2 separate regions of the Gasterosteus aculeatus genome follow, and region 2 is linked to region 1. A link is a contact called in public Hi-C data. All regions are on one chromosome and are shown on one strand. The core of a region is the stretch at or near the end of the contact, and the rest is flanking DNA. Distances in the headings are between cores, read along the strand shown. Region 1 overlaps LOC120810497 (ubiquitin-conjugating enzyme E2 E1). Region 2 overlaps LOC120811175 (retinoic acid receptor beta).

Evidence for each region. Hi-C and Micro-C count contacts between places; a contact is called where the count stands out from the background.
Region 2: a Hi-C map of skeletal muscle shows a contact between it and region 1, with 8 times the contacts expected there. The contact joins two enhancer-like sites. A contact is called at or near these places in 3 of 6 Hi-C or Micro-C datasets (skeletal muscle and whole body).

Annotation. Positions count from the first base shown.
Region 1 is chr20:5,053,992-5,061,351 of fGasAcu3.hap1.1, forward strand. It overlaps LOC120810497 (ubiquitin-conjugating enzyme E2 E1), which reads left to right. Exons shown (of 6, transcript XM_040165083.2): 2 at 1,186-1,371; 3 at 1,932-1,982; 4 at 3,078-3,210; 5 at 4,904-5,051; 6 at 5,668-5,909. The coding sequence starts at 1,217. The coding sequence ends at 5,765. Among protein-coding and RNA genes, the nearest start is that of LOC120810497, 4.1 kb to the left of the region's middle. Within about 2 kb of position 4,745, at least 1 of the 9 cell types and tissues checked has open chromatin away from gene starts, as enhancers often do.
Region 2 is chr20:5,099,704-5,107,063 of fGasAcu3.hap1.1, forward strand. LOC120811175 (retinoic acid receptor beta) reads left to right here. Exons shown (of 8, transcript XM_040166375.2): 2 at 900-1,054; 3 at 1,175-1,316; 4 at 3,185-3,348; 5 at 4,113-4,289; 6 at 4,575-4,779; 7 at 4,858-5,016; 8 at 5,177-7,094. The coding sequence ends at 5,337. Among protein-coding and RNA genes, the nearest start is that of LOC120811175, 6.6 kb to the left of the region's middle. Within about 2 kb of position 3,763, at least 4 of the 9 cell types and tissues checked have open chromatin away from gene starts, as enhancers often do.

The DNA of each region.
Region 1 (7,360 bases), core at 3,495-5,994:
TTTTTGTTTTGTTTTTTGCGCGAAGTCGAAGCTCTGTTCGTCGGCTTAAAGGGAAATAAACAACACGGTGGTGGTTGGGTTGCATGGAAAACGGGACCCGGCTATGTGCTGGAGCCGAGTGGTTCCTGGCTGCTTGTCCGACGCGTTTTAACGTGTCGTTGTCACGTTTTGGCCTTGAAATGCGGGCTCGGGTTTTTAAGCTTAAAGAGCCGCGGTGCCATGTGGGATCAGCCCGTCGGGTCGAGGGGTACGTTTCTATCGCGGCCACCCGGTTGTCGGTTGACTTATAAAGGATGCCTGAGCCAGCAGCTCCCCCTCCCCTACGCTGTACCAGGAAGTAGCCTCATCCCCCAAAGTCGTAGGGCCTGAGCTTGCATTCCCAGTTGGAGTCGAGAGATGGGTTGGGGGGGTCAACCGTTAGCTGTGCTTTTTGGGGGACAGGGGATGGAGGGGGTCACCGACCTGATAAGCGACCCAGCGTAACGTCTCCATTAAATTCGGTTTAACGGCCCTTCTGGTGAGCAGAGTTAACGGCTGCGAAACGGTTAACTGGGACGCGTGTGCGCGTGAGCCGCGCACCCCGCTAGCTAACGTTAGTCGGCTAACGGCGGCTCGTCCACCTTTTAACCCGTGAAAAGTGTTCCGTGTTCCGGAGAACCGCGGAGCTTAGACCCGAACTACCGGACCGACTTTTATAAACCTCTATTGATGATTACGTTAAGTGACGTCACGCGTCGAGCCCGGTCCTCATCATCCATTAGTTCTGAATCACCACAATAATATTGACTCAGATAGAGCTTAGTTAAACCGGCAGTTAGTTCTGAAAACAAATCTGACTTAATATAAGTTACATGCAAAATGCAAATATAACGTGGTGTGTGCGTGTGGCAGGTAAACCAGCTGTTGCTTATGTAAACCAGTTCATGTTTATAAATTTTAAAAAAAAGCAAACCACAGCACATCATCTTCATCTGGGTCCGTCAACACCAAAATAAAGCGTGACAGTATTTCTGCTTCAGCGGCTGCAGGGACATAAAAACCACCGTCGGTTAAAAATGCTAATGTATGTTTATAAATAGTGAAAGTGGCTCGTGCGTTATGAAACCGACTGGCGTCCGCTTCCTGCAGCGGCGGCGGCGTTAACACGTCTGCTCGTTTGGGTTGTTCTGGTCGTCGCTCCCTCAGGTTCCGGCTCATCTCCAAACTCCAAACCGGAATGTCGGATGAGGATTCCCGTGCCAGCACCAGCTCGTCTTCATCGCCGCCTTCCTCCAGCCAGACCAGACAGAGGGACGTACTTTGCAAAAAGAAACGGGAGAGCAAAGCCAGCATGAGCAAGACCTCCAAGCTGCTTTCCACCAGCGCCAAAAGGTCACGAACAAGAACAACTCCACATTGTAATCTATTATGTATTAGTGGTTTCCTCTTATTATCCTGCTTTTTCTTGACTGAAGGCCTCTCCATCTGAGAGGAGGAAGTCGTACTAATTTCTCTCTGGACGGAGATAAAAACTTCCCTTTTCTCCTGTGAGAAAAACAAACACAACCTCACACACACACACACACACACATCTCTCTTGAGTTCATTTTTGTTTCCCCCTAAAATCGAAACATGCTGACATTTCCCTGTTTATTTTCTATGTGAAGCAGAAAAAAAGGGAACAAAATCACAGTGTCATGCGAGTTGTGCCTCCCGGTTGTGAAAATGTGGTCATTACCCGAAGACTCCAATCATTTGGCGCCTCACCGTTGCAGATATAAAACCTGGATCCTTTTTATAAATGAAATCACGCTGCGTGCGGATTTTCCCGGTTCGTCCTGTATTCTGTTTGCTTGACCCCAAATGTGTGAAGTTTCTTCCCTTTTTCCACACACAGGATAACAGCGGAGAACGACGTCTCATTATTTCTCTTGTCACTTGTTTCTTTGCAGGATTCAGAAAGAGCTGGCTGACATCACTCTGGACCCTCCGCCGAACTGCAGGTGAGTTTCCGTCTCCGCACTAACCGAAACCACCTGACCTCAGACACAAAGCACTCGCGTCGTCACTCCCAGCTTTCTGATCCCGATGAGCTGGATCGGCACCACGAGGCTGTGACTGACTCCACCTCGTTTCCACCTGCGGGCGGTGACATTTCTCCCAACAGTGTTCTAATCGCGTTGTTGCACTTTTGCTTAAACGCACGAGGTGATGATCCGATTTCTGTTTACTGCGAACAGTATGAGGGATGAGTACTTCTACCCATCTGCTACTGTCTAAAAACACCCTGCAGCGTGTCCTCTGAGATCCATTAAGCAGTAACCTGTCAGTGGGGCCCGACTGGTTTGAGGCTGATCTGACTGGTAGGGTTGGGCAGGTTGAAACTTTTTCATGCCGGTTTGATATTGAGCGACACGCAGCGTCCCACACCGAGCCGCTAGGACGTGGCGCTCCACTCGGCAGCCGCTCCTACTGAGGCGTGAGCGTAAAATATCCAATTAAATATATGTATATATATATATTTTTTTAACCTCCAGTTTAAAGTTCCTCAAAAACACACTCGTCATGAGACGCTTTTGCTGCTTTTTAAAAATTTGGTCAAAAGAAAGAGAAAAAAAAAAAAAAGTAGGTTCTGGAATAAATTAAATATCTCCGAATTGCTTCGATTGGATGCGATTTTCCTTTTTTTTTTTTTTTTTTACATCACATGCAGCAGATCAGAGTCTGTTTGGGATTGTGTTTTTACCGACCACGTAAGCGAAAAGGCCTCCCTGGTCCTCCAGAACGAGCTTCAGATGTGCCCACAATTCATCTGGTTACAAGCGCACAGTGCACGAGTGAATATGTTCCTTTCATGCCGTAGCACACGCTGCATTGATTACCCCATTGATGCCGATCCAGCTGCTGCAGCTTGAAACAACACAAGCATATAATCCCTACTGATGTATGGACGGTCTTCAGCGTGGGCGTCTTCCGCCTCTGACTTTATTCATTCATCATTAGCTGCTGTGTGGACGTTGCATCATCAAGCGGCTGCCCAGCGTCGATATGGAAGCGCTTTTTGTTTGTTTGTTTGTTCATTTATTTTCTGCCTGCAGCGCCGGCCCCAAGGGAGACAACATCTATGAGTGGAGGTCGACCATCCTGGGACCCCCGGGCTCCGTGTACGAGGGAGGCGTCTTCTTCCTGGACATCGCCTTCACCCCCGACTACCCCTTCAAACCCCCCAAGGTACTGGTTAGTTACTTTAGTGCCACAGACTGTGAAATACTTCTAAAACGAGGCCAATTGAAATGAAATGTGAGATTATTGTTCAAAAGGTCGTATAATCTGACACGCAAAGCTGACACATTTTCTGATTTTGATCAAAGTTTCTTCTGCGATGTTTTCGTATTTAGCGTTGTACTTTAGCTTTGAAACCGTAATCGATGTTATAATTCTGCTGTTTTTCTGCATCAAATCCTGTGAGAAGTCCAACATTTTAATTCATGGTAACAATATGCTGTTTTTAATATTTTTACCAACAATAATTGAGCTCTAAAGCGCTGAGGAAAAAGGCTTTGGGACATCAGTTGTTGATGTGTTTGGTTTTCTCATACATAATAAGAGCTCTCTGTTCTTTTTTATTTTGATTGTGTCTAATATAAACCACTGTGTGCGCTCAGTAGCTGGGTAGTGGTTCATTTGTTGGTCCCCACTGGTTCATTTGGACCAATTAGGCCGTTTTAGGCGCAGACTGCGGACATTATGATGGGAACAATGGTAAAAAAACAGTTTGTTGGTTCTACTAAGGCTAATTCCCAGCAGGATAAAACCATAAAAAAAGAAAATTGGTTTCTCAGCTTTGTGTTTGGTTTACTGTGTAAACATCAGCAGGAAGTTGCAAAGCTGAAGGTGCACCTGTTAGAACTCCCCCTTTCTGCCTCTGCTGTCTGAGCATCAAATGCATCCCCGTCTTTGCTGCTACGACCACTGCCGACCGACGCCAAAAAGGCCAAAACATGGAATTTCCAGTTTTCCCAATGCGTCAAAAGCTACGCAAGCCTCTCGCAGCCAACAAGGCTGCGATTGGTCTGCTAACTACTCACATTTCCGTTTTCATAGCACAACGCTGCCATTATTAAAACGAAGAATGTTTACGAGAGAACGGATCAGATTGAAGAGCTTTTGTCGGAAAAAAATCCATAAATATAACCGCTTATACAAGCCGTCATTGGCGGACTATAAGGACGCGCGGATGGCCTCTGATTCACGGAGGGAGATCTCCGCAAACGTCGGTTTTCCGGTCGAGGGGAAGTTGTGAGAGGAACATACGGGACAAATGTGTCCGCGATGAAAAGCAGCACTGGCGATGCACGGGGCAATAAAGTCTATGATAAATAAATGAACAAACCAACGACTTCCACACACAAAGACGTGACTCTCTAGGTCGTCTTCAACAGAAACATGTTACTCCGCCTGTTGTTTTGGAGGCGAATTGCTCTGCAACACACGCAAGACTTTGAGAACCATGAATTGAAACGAGTGCGTCGACACAACAGGGCGTAAAGACGCAGAAGCGTGCGCCAGCCGTGAGTCACACTATTCAGTGTTTCTTGACATCTAAAAGTACCTCACTCCAGCCACCAGGGGGCGGTCACGTCCTGCAGATAAAAAGTGAAGCCTTTACTGCAGGTTTTACACTGAAGGACAAAGTTAAGAGTTCAGTCTTAATGTTACCAAAACTCCGAATGGAGAAGTGTGTCAAGAGTTTGTTGACTTTGTGGAATGACTCATTGGATCAGACTCTCTGCTGTGGATCCACCCACAACAAAACTCCATTTTGGAATTGATGAATATAAAACATTTATACTGCATGCAAAGGACTGCACATCCATTGAGGAGTCCTGCATCATCTCACCATGACTCCTTTGTGTGCCCTCAGGTGACCTTTCGCACCAGGATCTACCACTGCAACATCAACAGCCAGGGCGTGATCTGCCTGGACATCCTGAAGGACAACTGGAGCCCCGCCCTCACCATCTCCAAGGTGCTGCTGTCCATCTGCTCCCTGCTCACAGACTGTAACCCAGGTAACCCAGCTGGACTTCACTAGCTCACATGCTTATGTGTTAAATGTTCAGAACCTGCAACATGAAGCGTTTCACACTAGCAGCCGTGCAACGTCTTTTTTTTTGTTGTTTTTTTGTCTCGTCATTTGTTCAAATATCCCTCTTTCCGTTCCAGTTTTTTTTTATTACACAACAGGAATTTCAAACTGTGTTTAAGTGTAGTCCGTGGCGCCACCTTGACAGGAAACCCGTCGCCTGGACATCCGATTCCAGCGCACGTTGCTCCTAAGAGGGAAACCAAAGAGGGTTTATTTGCTGCATTACCGCCATAAGCAGGAGCACATTTTGTATCACAGAAGATTTGCTGACACGTCGGTTGTTCTTGTTCTTGTTCCACCTGCTGCAAAAGACTGACAGGACTTCTCTGATTCTGCTCATGGACACAGATTTGAATTGGCACTAAAACTTCTCAACACATCTTCCCGACCAGAACGAGACCCTCACCTTTTACAATTTTTTACAATGCAGCTAAAACAATTTCTTGTTGATAATTAAAGAAAATGAGTTTTTTACTAATGTATATATATTTTTTATATGCAGCCAAAACGTAACATGAATGCTATTTGTCTCCTCTCAGCCGACCCGCTGGTGGGAAGCATCGCCACCCAGTACACCGCCAACAGAGCGGAGCATGACCAGACAGCCAAACAGTGGACGAAGAGATACGCCACATAGACCCACATAGTGGGGGGGTGCGGCCGGGGGGGAGGGGTTATTTCTATCTCAGATTTTTAGTACTTTATTGTCTGGTATATTTTTTGCTTCCTGATTAAATTATCTCCACAAATATGGTAATAAAGGAAAACAATGGAAAGGAAATCTCGTCCGCCTCCTTTTTCTTCTACATTGTTATTTAAAGGTTGGTAGCTTTGTATTACCAGAATATACTGCTGACACTTTATATTTTGTAAAATATTACAAGTAGTTATATGATGATTGTAATTGTTTTACCTTGTCAACAATGTTAAAATATTTGATCATTTGGCAACACTGTTTATACTCACTGTTGATAAATGTGCGTAGATAAGGACATTCAAATACGCTACATGCGAAATATAAACCCCCAACTCTTCACTTGAAGCCCCCCCCCCCTCCCTTTAACCATGCCGTAATAATCCTTTTCACTCCGTGTTAGTGAAGGTGTTGGATGTGCTGCAGAGTCGTAACACCTGGATGACTTCTCATGTCAGAGTGACATTTCCCACATTATGTATCTCAGGAGAGGCAGAGAAAAGCTGTAATGGCCTCAATCTGTCAGCAAATATTTGACCCTTTCTCTCTTAACTCGGCACTTTGGTTTGGAAAACTGTCTTTTCACATCGCTGGAAGGCAAGAATACAAAATGTTTCCTGTCAGTCACACCGTAGAGAACTTTTACAAGTTTACTGTCGGATAATGATTGTTGTACTTTAGCACGGCCGCCAGTGTGTGACTGAGAAGAGGCATGTAGGGGTGGATTTTGTAGATAACGTGTTTATATATAGAAATCAGGTCACCTAGTATCTTATAAACAGCTCATTTGTTCAGATGTATCAAATACATACGTTGATACATGTCAGACGTCTGACTCACCTGGGCCACTGGGAGGCAGGTGGAACAAGTTCTCCTCATTTGGAAACACATTATACTCTATTGACTCAAAAATATTCATTAAAGGTTACTTCTCAAGAGCCGCAATCAAAACGTATAAAATCAGAAACATTCAGACGTACACATTACATTTCGCACAAAGGTGTCTTAAAGGGGCAAGTGCACTACTTGAGGAAACTAAAGTGAGCCCACTGAGAACCTGTGTGAGCGGTAAGACTCAACGCGTGAGAACAGGCGTCTCTGAACATGGCAGGACTCCTGCACATGTAAACGCTGATGGAATGAGCCACAGGAATGTTCGCCGTCCTCTTCACATACGCGCTGGGAACGCTCTTCTAGGGTTGTAATTACCGCAAATCGAAATACCTCGAGGTGTGTCTTGTAGGCGTAAGGAACACACTGACCTACCTCCAGCTGTTCACACGTTCAAACGTGGATTGACGGAACAAATACCTGCTTAATCCCAGTGGAGAAAAGGTTTTTCTATTTTTAAGGACAGGTGGTTTTGTACTAAACAAACAGCGTGACAGGCAGCATTTATGCTGCTTTTCTTGTCTGTCCTTAACTTGAAGTTAAAAAGGATTGGATATATCATTTTCCCACAGTGAGTTTGCTCAAATGGAGTAAAACAGAACATTTTCCCAAATAAGCAAGAGAACTCCTCTGATGTTCAGCCCATG
Region 2 (7,360 bases), core at 2,513-5,012, 45 kb after region 1:
CTCTCTAATGTCCAGCAGGGGGCGACTCCTCCAGTTCTATAGAAGCCTGTGAGACAATGACTACTTTGTATTATTTTTAAAGTCAAATAGATCTAAAGCGCAGTGTGCTTTAAGGCGAGGATACCTTGTGATTGACAGGTTTCTAGCACGCCGCTGTCCGGTCCGGGAGTTCTATCGTTGTTTTCTTACAAATTAAACTCTTTCATTTTGTGTTTTCAGTTGATTCTGAATTCTAAAAAAAAGGGTTGAGTTGTTCCCCTCTTAGGACAGTAAAATAAGCCTCTTACTTGGTTTATCTCCAAAACCTCATCACATTTTTATGAAACTGCTGAAACAGCTTTAGCTCTCAGTAGAGTCACCGGCTCTTTGAGGATGGCTATATGTTCACATTATCTTCCTATAAATATTTGATTTAACCGAGGCTTTCAGCTAGTTGTGTAACTTTGGCTCAAGCTTCCTTTTGCTCTTAGTGGCTGCAGCCCATAAACAAGTGATTTAGACCATTTTTTGATGCTTTGGATAAATACTCATTGTTACTTAAGATTATATGTTTTTCCCACTAAAATTCAAGTTGTGTCCTATTTAGGATGCAATAAGGTTTATTATTTTCTTAACAAAAGGTGGTATTTCAGTGTGTTTTAAATGTCCTTCTGAGAGTTTTAAGAATATTTGAATAGTATCTGGATATAATTATAGTGACCGTGGCCAGGACACTCCACCATCAAATACATTTTGAATGCAAATTGCTATATTATGTCACTGGTGATGATTTTAAAAAACTCTCTTAACCAAAGTAGACATATTCAAATTGCTTGTCTTTTTTAATTGTATATACCATCAGGTTGCTGTCATGAAACCAATAATTACAGTTGTTTTGGCGTCTTTTTGTGTGTTTGCAGCCGTTGAAAGCCAGAGCTCCAACTCCAGCTCAGACGACCTGTTCGCCAGCCCAGCCTCCCCACCGCCGCCTCCTCGCACCTACAAGCCCTGCTTCGTGTGTCAAGACAAGTCCTCCGGTTACCACTACGGCGTCAGCGCCTGCGAGGGCTGCAAGGTGCCACGCCGGGCCTTCTGCCTTACAGATAATCACTATCTATGATGCACATAAAAAAAGCCTGAATAAATAAACAGAATCATGAACCCATTCTCTTTACTCTCCTCGTTGCCTCCGCAGGGCTTCTTCCGCCGCAGCGTGCAGAAAAACATGGTGTACACCTGCCACCGGGACCGGAACTGCATCATCAACAAGATCACAAGGAACCGCTGTCAGTACTGTCGGCTCCAGAGGTGCTTCGCCGCGGGAATGTCCAAGGAGTGTAAGTGCCTGATCCACCCTGACTCCGCACGAGGCCTTCAGGGACCGAGTAGATGGTGGACGATAGGGGAAGATGTGACTGAAAGGCTTTGTTAGTGTGTTTGCCGAAGCAGAAAGTTCATGAAAGCTCAGGGCAATAAATTTAGACTGTGGTAGCAGCAAACAACCTATTTCTGATCTGGATTTAAGCAATTTAGCCTAAATGTTGCATTTTACACAGTGTTATTTTTATTGTCTTCCTTTAATTGTGATACATTTGAGGGTATGAACATTACTACTTATTGTTTGCTGCTTGTTGATTGTATTGTTCTTTTTCCGTGTGGAGGCAATAGATACGCTCTAAATTTTGAATTTTTCATATGTCATTTCATAGAGACACATGTTTTTGTTGCTTTAAGTGTCTCTTGACCCACATTTTAAGATATCCACCCAAGGGCTTAATCTCTCCCATCAAGCCCTTATCCCTAGTTTTGGCAGAGAACTGTCAATCACAAGGTAGCCCCGCCCCTAAAGCATACTGCTTTAAACTGATCATAAACTGCTCATCCCAATGTTCACTGAGGGAATGAATCAGGAAAGAAGTCGAGTCAGCCGGAGGAGCCCCCCCTGGTGGTCAGTACACAGAATGCAGGTTTAAGGCACTTCAGGTCTGGTTCCACTATTCAGAACCAGAAGCAGGGACATTATAATGTTTCCATGATGTCTTCAAACGTAACGTTGTAGAATACAGTTTCGGCAGGAACACTTATAATAATTATAATAATAAATACCGTTTTTTCGTGGTTATTTTTTCACTCCAATAATACATGAACACCGAATATACCCGTGAGGGAATTGTGACCTATCTAACTTCACAATAAAAAAACAATATGGGAACAATGAAGAGTTCGTTGGATTTACGACGTACCGTTTGTTGTTTTACCAGATGATCAAATTTGGTATCGATAGTTCCGGAATTTTCCCCGTATTGCCATCGACTGATCAATTTGTGACATCCGTGAAGATATACATCTCATCTGAAGATATACATCTCATCTGAAGATATACATCTTCAAATGAGTCAAAGTTCCCAGTGAACTCGACCCAGATGACAGAGTGTGTGCGTTACGGGTGAAGGACCCGCCCACCCACATGTTCACGTTGTGGCCAGTCCACACACACACACACACACACACACACACACACGCGTGTTACATAAACACGCCACGTGTAGCAGGGCAGGTGGATGCGATGTAACTCAGTCGGCTCAGCGTGTAACACGATCTCACTTGTTTGCACGATGACGACTGAATGTAGGTCACCCAGAGATGACGATGAGGAGGAGGAGGAGGATGATGAAAGAGGAGGAGTGGGTGATGGTGAGAAGCGCCGAGATGGCTCAGTTGCATAATTCCGAGCGTGTGTGCAGCCGCTCGAGCCAAGTGGTCGAGACGCGTTGACACCGGCGGATTATGAGAGGCTCACCTGGTGACGAGTCGGCCTGCTTCTTGCCCCCCTCGAGCTATCATGTTATGTTATTGCCCTCAGTTTACTGCCAACTGATTACATGGGAGACTCTCAGTTCCACTCAAAGCTGTTCACGTTCATCTTTCTAGGTCATTTCAGGGGCTTTACAGACCGACACTGATATTCAATCCTCCTCTTTTACTGAAGGACTCAACCAGGCAAAGACACTGAAGCCTGAAAGGTCAAGGCCCCCCATGACTTTACAAACATGTGTATATATCTGTTTCTATATGTATACATATATCATTGTATGTGTCTTTATATATATACTTTTATATAAGTGTGAATAGATACAGTAAGCACAAATGTTTTTGTATCATTTGAAAAGCATCTCACAACGTGCGTCCTTCTCCTCTGCAGCAGTGAGGAACGACAGGAACAGCAGGAAGGGGAAGAAGGAGGCGGTGAAGATGACCGTCATGGAGACGTACGAGCTGACGGCGGAGCTGGGCCTGATAGTGGAGAAGATCTGCATTGCTCACAGGGAGACCTTCCCCTCTCTCTGCCAACTAGGAAAATACACCACAGTGAGTCGAGACGGGACGGTGATGTGCAGGAGGCACTTTGTGTGAAATGTGACCACATTGTAACTTTTCTGTAACAGTAGTTCTGCAAAGAGCTCCAGGGTGGATAGTTTAATGTGGAAACTACAATGCAGATTTGGTTTTTATTTTTAAATCTGTATTGACTCATTTTGAACCTAGTTTTGTAAATCTAAAAATCTCATTTATTATCAACTTCAGAAATGTATTCATTGCAAAAGGCCTACTAAAAAACCAGACCGTAAAGTACAAGCGATTGCGTAACAGCAATTGTTTATCGTTGTCATTGTAAGTAGCTGTATTTCGTTTTGTTTGCATCATCTCACAGTGTAGTATCTCAACATGCCAAACCTCAGATTGCACGTGAGCGGGACTGTGAGTCACCACTGCATCTGACACGCACCTTGTGTGGCAGCATCTGCCCCAGTGTGTCAATGTGTGTCAATGTGTGTGTGGGTAATGCATGCGTGTGTGTGTTTGCGTGTGTCAGCCGAGTCATGCATAGTATATTCCGGGGCGATGAAGCTCAGCGTTTACGCCGGTTACAACAAAATGCTTCTCTGGCGCCACCAACAGGAAATGGACCACATTGCAACGTTTCTACACGCTGTTGGCAGTATTTGAACAATGAGCCCCAGTGTGCGTTCTATAGTGAAAACCACAACGGAATCAATGACTGTGTGAAAATCCCCCACACACGAATGCTAAGTACCTCAAAATAACCTCTTGGTCCTTTCTCCTCCATCCAGAACTCCAGCTCGGACCACAGGATTCAGCTGGACCTCGGGCTGTGGGACAAGTTCAGCGAGCTCGCCACCAAGTGCATCATCAAGGTGGTGGAGTTCGCCAAGCGAGTGCCTGGTTTCACCGGCCTGACCATCGCCGACCAGATCACTCTGCTCAAAACCGCCTGCCTGGACATCCTGGTACGCCTGTCTCCTAAACATGGCTTTCTGCTTCCTGGTGTTTTATTGGAAACTGTGACAATTGCTTAAAGTGAGGTGTTTATAAAAATAAAATGTCCAAGACAAAGAGATGCAGAAGTACAAGGGATCAAATAAATGACGTCCGGCTTGATTAGAACAACACATAATGTCCTGTGCCGTTATCGTGGTTATTTCACAGATGCCGGTGTAGAAATTATGGATGGATCTGTCAAATCGTCTTTCTTTTTTCCTCCCCTTCCTCACTCCTCTCTCCTCCCATCCCAGATCCTGAGGATTTGCACTCGCTACACTCCCGACAAGGACACCATGACCTTCTCCGACGGGCTGACCCTGACCCGCACTCAGATCCACAACGCCGGCTTCGGGCCGCTGACGGATCAGGTCTTCACGTTCGCCGGCCAGCTGCTGCCGCTGCAGATGGACGACACGGAGAGCGGCCTGCTCAGCGCCATCTGTCTGGTCTCCGGAGGTACTGAGGCAAACGCACAACCCTTACTTCTATAGCTCTGGGAGGGAAAAAGTGAAATACTCTGGTGGGTTTGAACAGACCGACAAGACCTGGAGGAGCCGTCGAAGGTGGAGGTGCTGCAGGAGCCGCTGCTGGAGGCGCTGAAGATTTACTCCCGCAAACGGCGGCCCAGCATGCCCCTGATGTTCCCCAAGGCCCTCATGAAAATCACCGACCTCCGCAGCATCAGCGCCAAAGGTCAGACAGCGACATCAAGTCCTTCACTCGTCATACAGGGATTCTGTGAGATGTTTCCTCTCGTGATTATCCAACAAAGTGGTGCAGTGAAGACCAGGAAGTGTTAAATGCCCTTTCGAAAGAGGAACTGCTCCGTGACGGTTCTCTCGTTGTCCCTCAGGAGCGGAGAGGGTGGTGACGCTGAAGATGGAGATCCCGGGCTCCTTGCCCCCTCTGATCCAGGAGATGCTGGAGGATCTGCAGGACCTGGAGAAACGCTCTGAGGAGAGCCAAGCGGAGGCCAACAGCAGCCAGCACACACAGCGCATCGCCTCCTCCTGACTTCTCACTCTGAGACGGATCAAAGAAACTTTGTGTCCCGAGGGGACGCTAACAGGATGAACTAAAGATCCGCAGGGTTACTAGTGTCTTACCTCAGTTTCACAGAAGAAGAGATTCAGTTATTACGCTGATGAGCAAAGTGCTAATTTCTGCCTCAAAGTGGAAAAAACTGAATGGTGTAGTTTTTAGATTGTATCACAGTTTCCTTTTTTTACCCTCATAACCAGTGGGAATAACACAGGATTCTACTGTATTTATACATGCATGGATTACGTTTACCTCATTTGATAACAACTTCTTTAGCTTCCTAAGTTATTTAACACACAGACTTAAAACGTCTACTGCTTGTACACGCAATTGACTGTTTGTAAAAAGAAAGCTGTGAACAAAGCAGATTTGTCCAGACAAAAGGGAAACATTTTCCGGAAAGGTGAATGTTCATAACCGGTAAAGTTCACAAAGGTACTTAACTGACTCTATACAGGCCTTGAAAACAAAAAAGTGAACAAAAGTACTTATTCAGGGATGAGTCTTTGACTTTATCTGAACAAAATTATTTAGATAAGTGTTTGTCTGACAATAGGAGGCGCAACATTTTGCTCATTTCCATGAAGTAAAATGGGTCAGAATTTTGCACTTTTACTTGAAGATAAATATTGTCGCACTGCAGTGACGTCCTTTTCTACCTTTCATATTCATCAGACCGAAGGAATCATTTCTATTTGGGTCAAGTCCCTGAAATATTTTTTCAATGAAGAAATTATCGCAAACCATATCAAAATGATGGAAATCATTCATTTGTTTCAAAGAGGCTCAGCCCTGTGATGCGATACATTCCACTCTGTCATTGTTCGCAGAACGTACTTTAAATTATATTAACACGTTTTTCGAGAGCTCTATAAAATGATCTCTTTTCACACTGAATAAAGATGTTGTGGTAAATGTCGGGATGATTTCTGCCGCGGCCGCTCTCTCAGCGACACAACAAATAGTCCGTGCGCAACGCTCGCCCTGTAAAACCACCAGCGGTTGTTTACACTGTTGTTGTTTTTTTGGTATCAAATGGAACGGGAAACAAACAGGAAGTACGATGTATTTCTCTAAATGTGGAACTGCTCCTTTAAAAACTTCAATCAGTTGTTGTACATTTTGCTGGATATCTGCAGTATAAAATATATCTGCACCGTTAGTAAGCTAACGCACAACTTTATTCCATCACATATATTCTACATGCTATTTTCAAGTTTAATCTCAAATGTTGTTTTTGAAGCTATTAGTAGGCCTCCATGTTTACCGAAATGTTTGAGTTTCAGTAATAATAATAGATAAATAAAAGATCCTTATTTTTGAAAGCTCAAACTTTTTTTTTTCCTTTAACAAAATAAGTTTTAGAAACGCATTGTTTTTGATATTGTCCTATCACGGGAAATACTGTTTACTGTAGAAATAATACTGATTAAAAATAAAGGATAAAAAGGATTATGGGAAAAGCAGTCTAATTTTACAATACGCAGAGCGGTATTTATATTTAACATCAGAAACATTTGTGCCTCAAGAAATGTACATTCTATTAAACAGACTTTGGTTGGTGTATAAAATATCTTCTGTAATTGTACTTTAAGAACTCATGTGCTCACTCCACATATGCTATCTTACATATTTTGTGAATTCTACATATTTTGCCAATTTAACCCGGAACATTTCATCACGTTTGATATGTTTGTTTTTCTTGCTCTATTAAAGTCTTGTGTATATGATTTAATTTAGCTGCGTCATGTTTCCACTGAAGTTGCACAATTGATTAACGCTTGTATTTATTATTCAAACCATGTTTTGTGATGGCATATACATTTATTGGATATTTCTTTGTTTTTTTTGCTCATTACACTCTTTTTCAGATATTATTGTAGTTTTCGCTTCCCCCTCCATTCATCAGATATTACCTGATAAATGTTTCATTTCATAAAAGACCTTTTTTTTTTTAAATCAAACCTCTGCAAAAGTGTATTTAGAAAGTTGTGTG